Regions from separate parts of the Callithrix jacchus genome. Here region 2 is linked to region 1. A link is a contact called in public Hi-C data. All regions are on one chromosome and are shown on one strand. The core of a region is the stretch at or near the end of the contact, and the rest is flanking DNA. Distances in the headings are between cores, read along the strand shown. Region 1 holds the start of CEP295 (centrosomal protein 295). Region 2 overlaps DEUP1 (deuterosome assembly protein 1).

Region 1 (2,700 bases), core at 197-2,696:
TAAATCTGGAACTTGGGCATCACCCTTGTTTTCTCCTCTTTTGCCTCCCATCACCAGGTAACCACCAATTCCTGATGTTTGGCTTCCTAGTCAATCTACCCACTTCTCTCCATTCTCGTCGCTATTATCTTTCACTTCCTGCAGTAGTATCTGGCCTTCTGTCTTCACTCTCTCTGAGCTTTCTCCACAGCGCAGCCAAATTTGATCCTGTCAATCTTTGATTCCTGATATGTTTAACCCCCACGCTCCCAGGCTGCAAAATCTAGTACAGGCATCATAATCCACTCACCCTTGTCTCCCCTTCACCTAATATAATGTACTCGGCATATAACAGATACTCAATAAATATTAACCTGTGCTCACCACCTGATTATTGGTTATTTACAGTAGATAAATCCGTGAGGTGCTCTCCATGCGCTGGACCTCTGGAGGCATAAGGTAACTTACGGCTCACTGTTGTTATGAGCTGGAGGCCTTAAATGAAAGCTATATAAATTACATGCACCTAATAGTACCAATGAATTCCGTAGTCAGTACAGAAAGGATGCATATCTCAAGATATATATCTCCATGATGGGGCCTTAAAAAGAAAGTCACCCTCGTGGCTCTGTGCAATTTTTTTTTTTTTTTTTGAGACAGGTTCTGGCTCTGTCACCCAGGCTGGAGTACAGTGGCACGATCTCGGCTCACTGCAACCTCCGCCTCCCGGGTTCAAGCGATTCTCCTGCCCCAGCCTCCCGAGTAGCTGGAATTATAGGCGCCCACCACCACGCCCAGCTTATTTTTGTTGTTGTATTTTTTGTAACTATGAGGTTTCACCATGTTGTCAAGGGTGGTCTCGAACTCTTGGGCTCAACTGATCGGCCCACCTCGGCCTCCCAAAGTGCTGGGATTAAAGGCACGAGCCAGGCCGGGTGCGGTGGCTCACGCCTGTAATCCCAGCACTTTGGGAGGCCAAGGTGGGTGGATCACGAGGTCAAGAAATCGAGACCATCCTGGTCAACATGGTGAAACCTCGTCTCTACTAAAAATACAAAAAATAGCTGGGCATGGTGTAGTGCGCCTGTAGTCCCAGCTGCTCGGGAGGCTGAGGCAGGAGAATTGCTTGAACCCTGGAGGCAGAGGTTGCTGTGAGCCGAGATCGCGCCATTGCACTCCAGCTTGGGCAACGAGCGAAACTCCGACTCAAAAAACAAAAAACAAACAAACAAAGGCGCGAGCCACAGAGCGCGGCCCAAAGCCGTAAGCTTCAAAGCCCGACAGGTGTGACAAATAATGGGCCTCTACGCAGGTTGGCGCTTGCCTGTGCGCGTGCGCGTGGCGCGGGGCTTGAACGCAGCGCGGCCTTCCCGGCGGCCCCGGGGGAGGCGGGATCGGACCTGTTCCCGCGGTTTCGTCCCGCCATTGGCAGGCGGTTTGAATGACGGAAGTGACGGCGGCTCAGCGATGGCTCTCCCGCAGGCGCAGAGACGGCTGCTGGGCAGCTGATGGGCAGGAGCTTCCCAGGCTGGCTTGCTGAGTTGCGGCTACCGTGTCCAGGTTCCGGGTTCTCAGGTGAGTGATGGACGCACCGGCTTCTTAGTCGCCCTGCATGAGCACGACTCCCTGAGGCCTGGGAGCTGGGATTGTGCTCCGGAGGAAGAGGATCCTGGGAAGGCGCCGTGTCGCGAACGCAACACGGCCGGTGTTTCTCAGGCTCCGCAGTCCGTAGACCCTGCCCTCGGTCGGGCTGGCGGCTCTAATTAAGGAGCGTTCGACCCAGACCCGGCACCTCTGTACGAGAGGCTTTTTTTGCGCACTCCCCTGTGGTAGGTTCGCGCGAGCTTACCCCGCAGCCTCCCCAGGCCCGGAGCTTCAGTGACGGGGGAAGGGGCGCTTCCCCCAAGTCACTCGTGCGGACATGGCCTGCCACCTGGTAGCTGTTAAAAGAGCATTGCCTGGAATCGTGTCATGCAAAGAGCGGGCTCTCTTTTGGTATCTGCCATCTTAATCCCACAGTTGTTCAATCCTGTCACAAACTCAGCTTTTAAAACAGTGGTGAACTTTTGAGTCTTTAATAGCGTATTTGGCGACTTCACGCTAAGTCACGTAGTCGTCAGAGCAAACTTCTGACCTCCTAATTCGCCCGCCTCGGCCTCCCAAATTGCGTGGATTATAGGCGTGAGCCACGCGCCCGGCCGCTTGTAACCTTTTTTTTTTTTTTTTTTGAGACGGAGTTTCGCTCTTGTTACCCAGACTAGGGTGCAATGGCGCGATCTCGGCTCACCGCAACCTCCGCCTCCTGGGTTCAGGCAATTCTCCTGCCTCAGCCTCCTGAGTAGCTGGGATTACAGGCACGCGCCACCGTGCCCAGCTAATTTTTTGTATTTTTTAGTAGAGACGGGGTTTCACCATGTTGACCAGGATGGTCTATTTGTTGACCTCGTGATCCACCCACCTCGGCCTCCCAAAGTGCTGGGATTACAGGCTTGAGCCACCGCACCCGGCCCGCTTGTAACTTTTATCAGCTCCTTCCCCATTTTCCCTCACACACGCATTTCTCCTAATAAAATATTTGCAGGTTAAATCCCATCGTAGCATCTGCTTTTTAGGTGACCCACAGTTGCATAACAACAAATGTAATGTGTTATCCTTGGATTGGATCCTGGTCCAGAAAATATACATTAGTGTGATAATTGACAAAAATTGAATAGTCTGTAG
Region 2 (2,700 bases), core at 131-2,630, 180 kb before region 1:
ATATTCTCCTGGGCTGGCATGATGCCTTTTATGTAACAGGTGCTCAACAAACATCTGCTGGACTGAATATCAAAGATGGAATATTTTAAGACAAGCAGTTCATCTTAGGCAACTAACCATTGGGTTAGAATAGAAAATTATGTAATAATAAACTAGCTAGCTGCCATTTATAAATACTTATTTCATTCCCACCACAATCATACAAGATTGGTATTTTTACCCCCATTTAAATGATGAAACTGAGATTCAGTAAAGTACACTGTTGCCCAAGACCAAAGACTGCTGGGAACAAGCACAATCTCAACTCCACTATAAAACCTGCAATAAGCACTCATTAAATATTTAATGAATGACCAACTGAATGAGGATTTTAACTTAGACCTCATTTCAAAGCCCACCTATCCTCTCTGTGTGACCCCACAGTGCCTCCCAACCACCCGACAAATACGAACAGCAGCTACCTACCACTTCCTGAATGCTCAGTACCTGTCAGGCGACTGCATTGAAACCCTCCACAACACGCAAGCCTCACAGCAGCCTTCATCCCCATTTTGCAGAAAAGGGAATAGAGGCTTAGAGCAGGCCCCAGGTGGTTAGAAAGCCAATAGTGCAGCTGGGATTCCAATCAAGCTCTGTCTGGCTCAGAAACTGTGTTCCTCCCACTCCACGCAGTTGCTTCTGGAAGCCCAGGCTATTCCCGACAAGGCATGTGGACCAATGGGATGCAGATCAAGAGTCCATGCCTGGTTCCTGGCTGTCAGCTCTGGAAGCTGAGGACACAGGGAGGAGTGTGAGAGGAACACAGGCCCTCTGGGTATGTCTCATTTGGCAGCAAGTAATGTTTGTTGCTTATAATCAGGCTAGCCCTGATGCCGGAAGGTGCTGCTGCAGGTCAGCTGGGCAGTCATTCTAGGTTAAAAGATACATCACATCCTGCTTGAGTTCTCAGTGTGGGTCAGGCTGCTCTGAAGGCCCCCAAGAAAAGCCCAACTCTCTCCACCCACCCCTACACTGCCCAGGGCCAATAGCATGGAGAGAGCCAAGGATGTCACAGGCTGTTGAAGGGGTGCCTGCTGAGAACAGCATGACCTGACCTGGAGTCCATGCTAAGTCCCTGCACATGTCAATTACATCCCACAGTACAACCCATGTGAGAACAGTAACTAGGCCCAGACAGCCAACCACTAGCCTATTCTCAATGCTGTTCTCCTTTTCTGAAATGTCAAAGCTCTCCTGTCTTCAGAAAAAAAAACAGCTTAAGGTGCTAAGTGGCTTCATGCTTCTCCCACTTCAAGATCAGGAACGCAAATTAATAAACAAGAAGGGTATATATGGGGAAAGCTCCACCATCCCTTCTTGTAGCTGTGTCGTTACAACATGAAGCATTAGAAGGGCCAAACTGCTCTATGCTTTACGCTGTAAGCCCAGGGACGCTGCCCTAGATTCAGGGAGACATAAATTCTGCACTTGAGAGCAGTAGCTCTGCGGTTCATCAAGTGTGCTTGCTTCATTTTATGTCCCTGGTATTTAGTCATAATGGGTCTGTGATCACTTCACTCCAGTCTGCTGCAGAGTGGGGGCAGGGGGCAAGCAGGCTGCCAGGAGAATTGTGCAAGATAGGACTCCTGACACCCGCGAAGCACCTGCTGATAGCGTAAGTGTCTTCCCCAGGAACATATACAACAACAATTATAGCCACACAGGTGCCAGCTCCACTGCTCCCTGCTACCAACAGGCCACAGGGGTCAGGAAAGCTCTCAACCTGAAGGCCAGTGAGTTTGTGGGGGGAGAAGGGATCACAGCTACAGACAGATAAAAGATACACACACACACACACACACACACACACACACACACACACACACTCCTCACACCGAGGGCAGAAAAAAGAAGAAAATGTTATTTGGTGGCAGTGGCAGCAGTATCAGCTACTCCCAAATAAAAATCCAGGAACACAAAAGAACTTTTGAGTGGGTTGTCGAATGACAGAGACATGAAAAGCCAGAGTTCTCAATAAAATAGATAAGACATGTTTGGGGGCACACTTGGATTTACAAAGTGCTTTTCTGTGCATTATTCATTTCATCCTCAAAGTAACTGTGTTATGTATTATTGTCCTTACTTAACAAGAAAAAGCAGCACATGGTAAGTTAAGTGCATGTCAGGGTACCAGTCCCATCTTGGCAATTCTAGGGTCTGTGATCCTGGGCAAGTAACTTAACCTCTTAAGACCCTCAATTACTCTACTGTCAAACAAAGATAAAAGTATCTATCATTCAAATATTTTTTAACCATCCCCTATATGTCAGGGGACAATGTTGAGGATGCAGCTATGAACAAAACAGGTAAAAATGTTCCCTTCAGGTAATGAAGCGGTCTTCATTCACAGGGAGTGTGGAGAGACAGAAAAATAACAAATGGATAGAGCATGTGTCAGAGGATGCTATGTGCTGCTGGAGGCACAGAGGCTGCAAATTTAGAATAACTGAACAGGGAAAGCTTCATGAGAAAGTGACAGTGGACCAGATGAAGGGACCTGTGCAGATTCCTGGGAAGATCTTCCAGGCAGGGCAGGACCCGGGCTCAGGCCCTCAGGCAGGCCATCCTTGCACGTCTGAGAAGCACACAGGGGCCAGCAAGGCCGGAGAAGGCAAAGGGAGTGCTGAGGGGTCAGAGGAGGAGCAGCGGAGGGTGAGATGG

The links. Hi-C and Micro-C count contacts between places; a contact is called where the count stands out from the background.
Region 2: a Hi-C map of skeletal muscle shows a contact between it and region 1, with 3 times the contacts expected there. The contact joins the enhancer-like site here to the promoter of CEP295 in region 1. A contact is called at or near these places in 3 of 3 Hi-C or Micro-C datasets (induced pluripotent stem cells and skeletal muscle).

What each region holds. Positions count from the first base shown.
Region 1 is chr10:46,692,495-46,695,194 of calJac240_pri, reverse strand. It overlaps CEP295 (centrosomal protein 295), which reads left to right and starts at 1,446. Exons shown (of 28, transcript XM_078339946.1): 1 at 1,446-1,554.
Region 2 is chr10:46,869,706-46,872,405 of calJac240_pri, reverse strand. All of the region lies in intron 14 of DEUP1 (deuterosome assembly protein 1), which reads left to right. The region is part of intron 2 of LOC103796120; the gene reads right to left. Among named protein-coding and RNA genes, the nearest start is that of DEUP1, 130 kb to the left of the region's middle. Within about 2 kb of position 1,380, at least 2 of the 16 cell types and tissues checked have an H3K27ac peak or open chromatin away from gene starts, as enhancers often do. A contact at or near this core is called in skeletal muscle, where this site is marked.